2 separate regions of the Sus scrofa genome follow, and region 2 is linked to region 1. A link is a contact called in public HiChIP or PLAC-seq data. All regions are on one chromosome and are shown on one strand. Each heading gives the region's core, a stretch centred on a gene start, on an enhancer-like site or on the middle of the called end of the contact. The rest is flanking DNA. Distances are from core to core; before and after follow the strand shown. Region 1 overlaps STK24 (serine/threonine-protein kinase 24). Region 2 overlaps DOCK9 (dedicator of cytokinesis protein 9).

Region 1 (3,325 bases), core at 371-2,870:
GGGTCCTCACGTGGTGGAAGAGATGAGGACCACTGTGGAGTCCGGGCACGAAGCCGAGTCCCGCGGGCACCACCCTCGTGACTCCGTCACCCCGGAGGCTGGCAGGGGGTGGGACACCAATGTTCTCTCTCCACAGAAGACACAATTCCAGAAATAACTGTTTCTGTGAACTTTATTGACCCTTGCGTGATACAGAGCCTGTGCTTAGGAACACCCCTTGCAGCCGCCCCGGTTATTGCCATGTTCCATAGCAGAAATACAGAAGCCATGTTTTTAAGGAAGAAAATATAAAAATGCTTATAAATAGACCAAAAGAAAGGTACAAAATGCTGCATAAAGAACCCAACTCGATGCTTCAAAAGACCAACTGGAGGACAAAGCCATCAAATGGGGAAGGTGTGTGGCACTTGGGTCACAGCAAGATAATCACAAGGCTAACAGGGTGTCAGGGCCCCCAAACCCCCTTGGTGGCCACCCCACTTAGGGCAGGCAGCTGGACATGGGACACGAAAAAACAACATCAAAAGCCCACCAGACGAAGCCCCCGGCTGTCTGCAGTGGGGCGGGCAAGCCGTCTGGCAGCGAGAGGGTCCCGAGTGGTAGGAGAGCCATCTCGAATGCTGAGCTCCCAGGTCTGGCTAAAGCCTGAGAGCCGTTCGTACTGCCTGAGGCAGGTTCTGCTGCAGCTCCAGGACCTGGTCTCTCTAAGGGCGGGCTTGCAGGGGACCAATGCTAGCCTCCTTGGCTAACCGAGATCCCTTAAAAACACATCAGCTGTCTTTGTCTACGGAGAGAAACAGCCAGGAGAGATTGTCGGGGGAGCTGGACCACTTTCAGAAGCAGTCAGACTACACCTTCCCTGAGAAACGTCCTCAAGAGAAGCCACTTCCAGTAAACTCAGAGTAATGCTGCCTCTCGACTGGGAGATGATGCGGTGTGTTGTCACAGGCCAGTGACTGCAGCGCACTGCCTGAGCATTCGCAACGCTGCTCCTGGCTGGAATCCGGTCCGGCGACCAGCGAAACGGTCACTGCTATCCGACACCGGCATCAGCACCCCGGCCCAATACCACTGTCCATTCGCAAACCTCAAGAGCGCGAGGTCAGCGAGCGGCTGTCTACACTGCTGCATTGCTTTGACTCCTTCTCCAGCAACGGACAGAACTGACCTGCGGCTTCTGCCTCACGGAGGGAAACCAAGAGCTCCCTCCTGCAGGACGCTCTCTGGGGCACAAGACGAAATACGCTCAGTTTTCATTACTCAACTTGACCAACTTGCACAAGACGACCCGGCAATTCAGTTCTTTTCCCCCGAACCAAAATGCATCCCTCATAAAAACTAAGAACAACCCAAATCTACTTTTAATGTAAAAACCCATGACTTTCGATTCTAGAGTTTAAAGCTAGTTCCACTCCGTAACAAACCTAAACAATAGCCACCCACTCAAACGTCTCTGGCTCAGGTCCCTGTAACTTCCAGGCCATCGGGCCAGCGGACAACTGGCCTTCCGCCCCCAGGCTGACCCCGTAACTTCCCTGCTTCCGCAAAGCCTCTGTGTCCCCGCCTCGAAGACTGCTCCTCCCCAAAGAGATGACAGTGCTTCACAGCGACACACACACAAGGATGCCACACCTACTCAAATGAGCCCAGAACTGCTCTGAGAACTCCCGCTCATCCCAGACACCAGAGATCATTAAGCCCCTGGCAAGCAAGCCCGTGCCGCAAGCCAAGAAGAACCCAGACCCCTGGCTGGCCAACCAGCTGACACCGGCTCCTTTAAGAAAGCAGAACAAGCCTCCGCCGAGGCGCCTGGGAAGACACAGAGCAGTTACACGAACCAGCACTATTCACCCACATCTTCTCGGGACCATTTTCGAAGCTGCACAGGGAGCCGACCCGGCCATTCCGCACTGTGAGTGTGGGCACTTGCTCCTGCGGATACTCACACGGACACCACACGCCGCAGGTGCCCTGCCCTCTCAAGAGTCATGCTCCAAGGAGAGTTTGCAAAGTAAGCGTGTTATCAAATTTATTCGTGTAAGCATTCAGACATTTCCAGGCGGGAGGGATGATATGCAGATTTCACTACAAGCTGCAACAGAAGATCAATACGCAAGGACGGGACAGCAGGCGCAGGACTGGCGGGGGCATGAACCCAAACCAATGTTAGACGAGGACACTTCATTGGGGAGAAACTTAATAATTTAAAGCTTCATGAGGCAAGACACGCTCCGGCTGAGAACACTGAGCAATAGTACCATCGATGAGAAAAGGAAAACCACCTTCGACGTGGACCCAGAGGGTGGGGGGCGGACGAGAGCAGCCCCGGCATTTGCTGAGGTACCAACAGAGGGGTGTTCCCTAAGACGGGCCTTCATTATTATCAGTGGCAAAGCCAGCGGATACAAAATAAAACCCAATCACCGGTCACAGAATTCCAAATGTACATGTAATCAAGGCGAGGCGATAGACTCGAGTCACGGCCTGTCAAATATTTACTCCACTGACATTATCTACAAAAGCACTTGGCCGAGGCGGCCGCAGTGATCCCTATGCGCGCCGAGAGGGTCTCCGTAAAAACGACACTATATACACGTCTGTACACGGACCCACCAGAGCGCGTCTCCGTCTCCCGGGGTGGGGGGGGGGCTCATCAACAGAGAGCGGGTACCTGAGGTTTCGTCTCTTCCGTTGCCTTAGCATCATCCCAAACAGACACTTCGGGGCTGATTCTTGTGTTGAAAGACACTTTCCTTGATATGTGCGCTATGGTTAAAATTACAGACGAGAAGAAGAAAGGGATGGGTGAAGGAGCTGACCCCCCCACCCCCCCACCTGGAGACTTCATCACGCCGAGGCCAGCGGGCAAGGGCCGCGCGGCCCCGGGCAGGCGGCCTCCTGGGGGGACGGCCCCCAGGGGCGCACCTCTTCAGCGGAGGCAGCAGAGGCTCTCGTTGACTTTTTAAGAGGAGGAGGATGAAGAAGAAGAAAAGGGGAAACGAAGCTCCAGACGCCAGAGGAGTTTCAGTGGGATGAAGTTCCTCCGCCACTCAGAGAATACCTAGGGGAAACAGAAGGAGACGTAAACGGCATTTCTCTCAGTTAAGAAACATTGATTTTCCTAACTCCAGACTATAGCCGAAACCCTAGTTTTTGTAGACAACCCCGAGTCGTGAAAGACTACACGGCACAAGTATCGATGAGCTAATTACTACATGAGAAATGCGTAAAAATTAATAAAATCAGGATTCTGGAGTTCCCACTGTGGCACAGTTGGTTAAGGATCTGGCACTGCCACGGCCGTGGCGCAGGTCGAAGCTGCAGC
Region 2 (3,610 bases), core at 159-2,658, 360 kb after region 1:
TAAAAAAATCCATCAGCTCAGATGTTGAGGCCTTGTTCCAATACGTAAACAAAGCATCTAGAAAGTAAACATTTATTTGGTCAGGATCACGATGTGTCTTTTGTACAAGATGAGAAGGGACCTCGACGTGTAGGCCTCCAAACCCTCTCCCGCCTCCTTGCATAGTTGCCCAAAGGACAAACCGCAGGGACCTGTCTGTACTGGATAATGCACCCAACAGGCTTTGTCAATGGAAAGGAAGCCCTTGGACTTCAATTTTATCAGACCTACATGGTGTATATTTAACATGTATATATACTGTGCTCCTAAATGGACTAGAAAACCCAAAGCATACAAGTGGGTATAGAGTCTAAAGTTATGCTCCCTCTTCACCCACTACTGAATCCCTCCCCAGGAGAGAATCTGTTGAAAATTCTTACATGGATATAAGGACCCCCTTCCCAACACACACACACACACACACACACACAGAGAGAGAGAGAGAGAGAGAAGCATGCATCCCACACACACTGTTCTGCCCTCTTAGGTGTGTGTTTGTTTTTGGCAGTGGTAAACAGCGGCTTGATGTGGGACCTCCGTTCCTAGGTAAGGAACTGAACCTAGGCCATAGGGACGAAAGCATCAAGTCCTCACCACTGGGCCACCAGGGAACTCCCTGCTCTTTGAGTTTTAATTCAGCGATATACTTTGGCTCTATCTCAGGCTTTTCCAGGCTGCAAAACATTCCTCTCTCTGGAGGAACTGTAACCAGGTTAACAAGTTCCCCTCCTAACAGAGAGTTCCCTGTCCTTCCCCCTAACCCGTTGCTATTATAAACCATGCTTTGGTGACTTTTACATGGGTCTTTGCACATTCATCCAACATCTGTAGGACAAATTGTTCTAAGTGCACTAGCTTTGTTAATGGTATGGACATTAAAAATTGGACAGATATTGCCAAACAGGCTTTCAAACAAGCAGCGTAGGAGAGTTCCTACTTCCTAGCATGACAGTACCGTAAGCCCGTGACTAAGAACCAACTGGGCACATTTTCAGTTAAGGTAAATCCTACAAATTCATTTACAGGAAGCGTCTCTGTGCATGACCCTGAACTGCTCAGCGTTGCACAAAGGGTGTTATCATTTGATAGTTAAACATTTTTGCATTCTTATATTTTATACCAGAGTTAAGAAATGTGTTAAAAGATTTTTCTCAAGGAAAAAGCTACTGAGTCTTTGGGGCCTGAGATGAGTGAGAAGGTGGCTGCAGAGGGGCTGGTGGCTCACGGACTTTTATTCTACGCTTCTCAAGGGCAGTGACAGGCAGGAGAAGCTGTGGGATACACGCCAAGTATCTTTAGGCACCAGGCACTGTGATTTCACACATACACTGTCATCGAGTCCTCGCCATGGTCTGAGGCGGAGCTCAGTTACAGCTGAACTGACGATGGTTCAGAGAAGCGAGGTAACTCTCCTGGTTCCTAGAGAAGGCTGGTGGAATAGGGATTTAAATCCAGCGCACCTGATTCTGAAAGCCACGTCTGGCCTCTTAACCAGGGGGTGGGGCAGGGAGCTTCCATCTCTTGGAGGGTTTGAATTTAGAATCCAGAGGGATAGACTGTGGCTACTTGAGGCTGGTCATGCTGGTGTGGTGGGAAGCCAGGAGTCCCTGGATGCTGAGGGCCAATGTGCAGAAACCTGGGCCACCCCAGCACGTGGCAGACAGACCTGCCAGCCGGTGGCAGCATCACAGCCTTTCCATGCTCTGTGCTCTGGCTGCTGGGTGGGGAGGGGGTTAACTGCCATGAAGAGCAGAGGAGTCACAAGAAGATGCAGACAGCAAGGGGTCCTGCGTGTAGCTGCTCTCGGAGTGTGGGATAAAGGAAAGAGGAGCTACAGAGTTAATTCCGCAACTGACCTTGGTTGTCTGCTGCGGGGAGCCGAGAAAATGCAGGGACTCGAGGAAGGGACCTTGCCTGATGGCAAAAAAAAACCCGAAGGCAGGTTCCTAACCAAGGAAGGGAGCTCACCTGAACGGTACAAGCCGGAGGTGGGTTTCTGGTCAGGATAAAAGCCTGCCTGTAGGGTACAAAACCGAGGGCAGGCTGAAGCCTGCCTGTATGGTGAAAAACCGAGGGCAGGCCTCAGATTACACGGCTCTCTTGTTGATGTTGATGGGGAAGAATTGGGGCTTTCCCGGGAAAACAATTTCCATGTTTGCACCGGAGAACATGGACTGTTTCCCAGGTGACCTAGTCTTTCCTGTTGTTTTACTTGTTATTCAGTTTTTCCTCAGTCTTTCCTGTTATCTGCTTATTATTTTTATTTTCCATTCTTATTCTCCTGTGGTGATTTGTGATTTAACAAAATTACAACAATAATATAAAAATTTCATCCTGATGGACTTTCCCCTATTCAAATCCAATTTAATTAAAAACATAGTGTTCATTTACTAACTGGTAAGCTTTAGAAGTTGGAATGTACTACAGATTTAGATAAAGCTAGACTTATATTATTCATGGTCAAAGAAACCTAGCTATGAGAGTCATCCTTGATTTTAGAAACTTTTAAGCGACAGCTAACTGAAGTTGGTTTTCTCATACTGTCCTCCCACCATGACGCTCTGAAGCTCAGCACTAATCTAAAAACAAGACTTGGAAATGCCAGATCCTTATGTCTGTAGCCTTTTAGGAAACATAATCTGGGAGTTAATTTTTAGAACTTGACCTTCGGGTGTACTTTTAACATGGTGGTGTAACTGAAAACTGTCTTATAAAACAATCATCTATGCCAATAAAATTTGAGCAGTCCAGCGCCCTGAAAGAAGGGACAAAGAGACTGTCTCCGTGTGCAATTGCTGACGCCGTCCCTCCCTAACGGGGTGTGCACTCCCTGGCCTCTGGAGCTGGACTCCGGCCGTCTGTCTGGTAAATTACACTAAGGGCAATTTCTCCCCTACCCCAGAGCATACACAAAAATCAACGTGTGGTAGATAGTAGGATTGAAATGTGACAATTTAAATAATATAGCTTTTAAAGAAAATATTGGGAAATACCTTCACAAGCCTGGGGGTAGGTCAAGATTTCTTAGATGGGACACACACAAAAAGTCTAATTATAAAGAGAAAAAATTATAACTTGACAGTAGCTTAAAAAAAAAAAGGACATTCTAAAACCGTTTTGAGGAAGTCGTTTCATTTTTAAAATATGTGCCTGGCTTTCCAAAGGGCTGCTATAAAAGGTAATGTTCACTTCGGTGTAAAATTTCTAGTATATTTGTTTTTTTTGTTTTATTGGCTATGCCCGTGGCATGCGGAAGTTTCCAGGTCAGGGACTGAACTCAAGCCTCAGCAGCGACTCAGGCTGCTGCAGTGACAACACCTAATCCTTAACCTGCTGAGCCACAAGGGAACTCCTAGTTTACTTGTTTTTAAAAAAGTTATGTTCTAGTTATTGATCATATTTAATAACTGAAATGTAAAACATTTTAAAGAAAACTTTCAACAAAGGAAAAGCAGGATTATAATACTGGCTAAAAGAGGTTAAAATTTAGAACTTTTGACAATGGGACGAATTTCAACTTTACAACTGAAATGTTAGAATAAGAGCTTGGTATTTTTGTATTTGGTCATCA

What was found. HiChIP or PLAC-seq counts read pairs in DNA pulled down with a chosen protein or histone mark.
Region 2: an H3K27ac HiChIP or PLAC-seq map of skeletal muscle shows a contact between it and region 1, with 6 times the contacts expected there. The contact joins two enhancer-like sites. A contact is called at or near these places in 4 of 47 Hi-C or Micro-C datasets (heart right ventricle, omental adipose tissue, retroperitoneal adipose tissue and 1 more) and 1 of 2 datasets of contacts at active chromatin or transcription factors (skeletal muscle).

The regions. Positions count from the first base shown.
Region 1 is chr11:67,458,196-67,461,520 of Sscrofa11.1, forward strand. It overlaps STK24 (serine/threonine-protein kinase 24), which reads right to left. Exons shown (of 11, transcript XM_021065380.1): 11 at 159-3,061. The coding sequence ends at 3,025. Among named protein-coding and RNA genes, the nearest start is that of STK24, 110 kb to the right of the region's middle. Within about 2 kb of position 1,621, at least 5 of the 83 cell types and tissues checked have an H3K27ac peak or open chromatin away from gene starts, as enhancers often do. A contact at or near this core is called in skeletal muscle, where this site is marked.
Region 2 is chr11:67,822,138-67,825,747 of Sscrofa11.1, forward strand. It overlaps DOCK9 (dedicator of cytokinesis protein 9), which reads right to left. Exons shown (of 53, transcript XM_021065834.1): 36 at 1-57. Among named protein-coding and RNA genes, the nearest start is that of SLC15A1, 130 kb to the left of the region's middle. Within about 2 kb of position 1,409, at least 4 of the 83 cell types and tissues checked have an H3K27ac peak or open chromatin away from gene starts, as enhancers often do. A contact at or near this core is called in skeletal muscle, where this site is marked.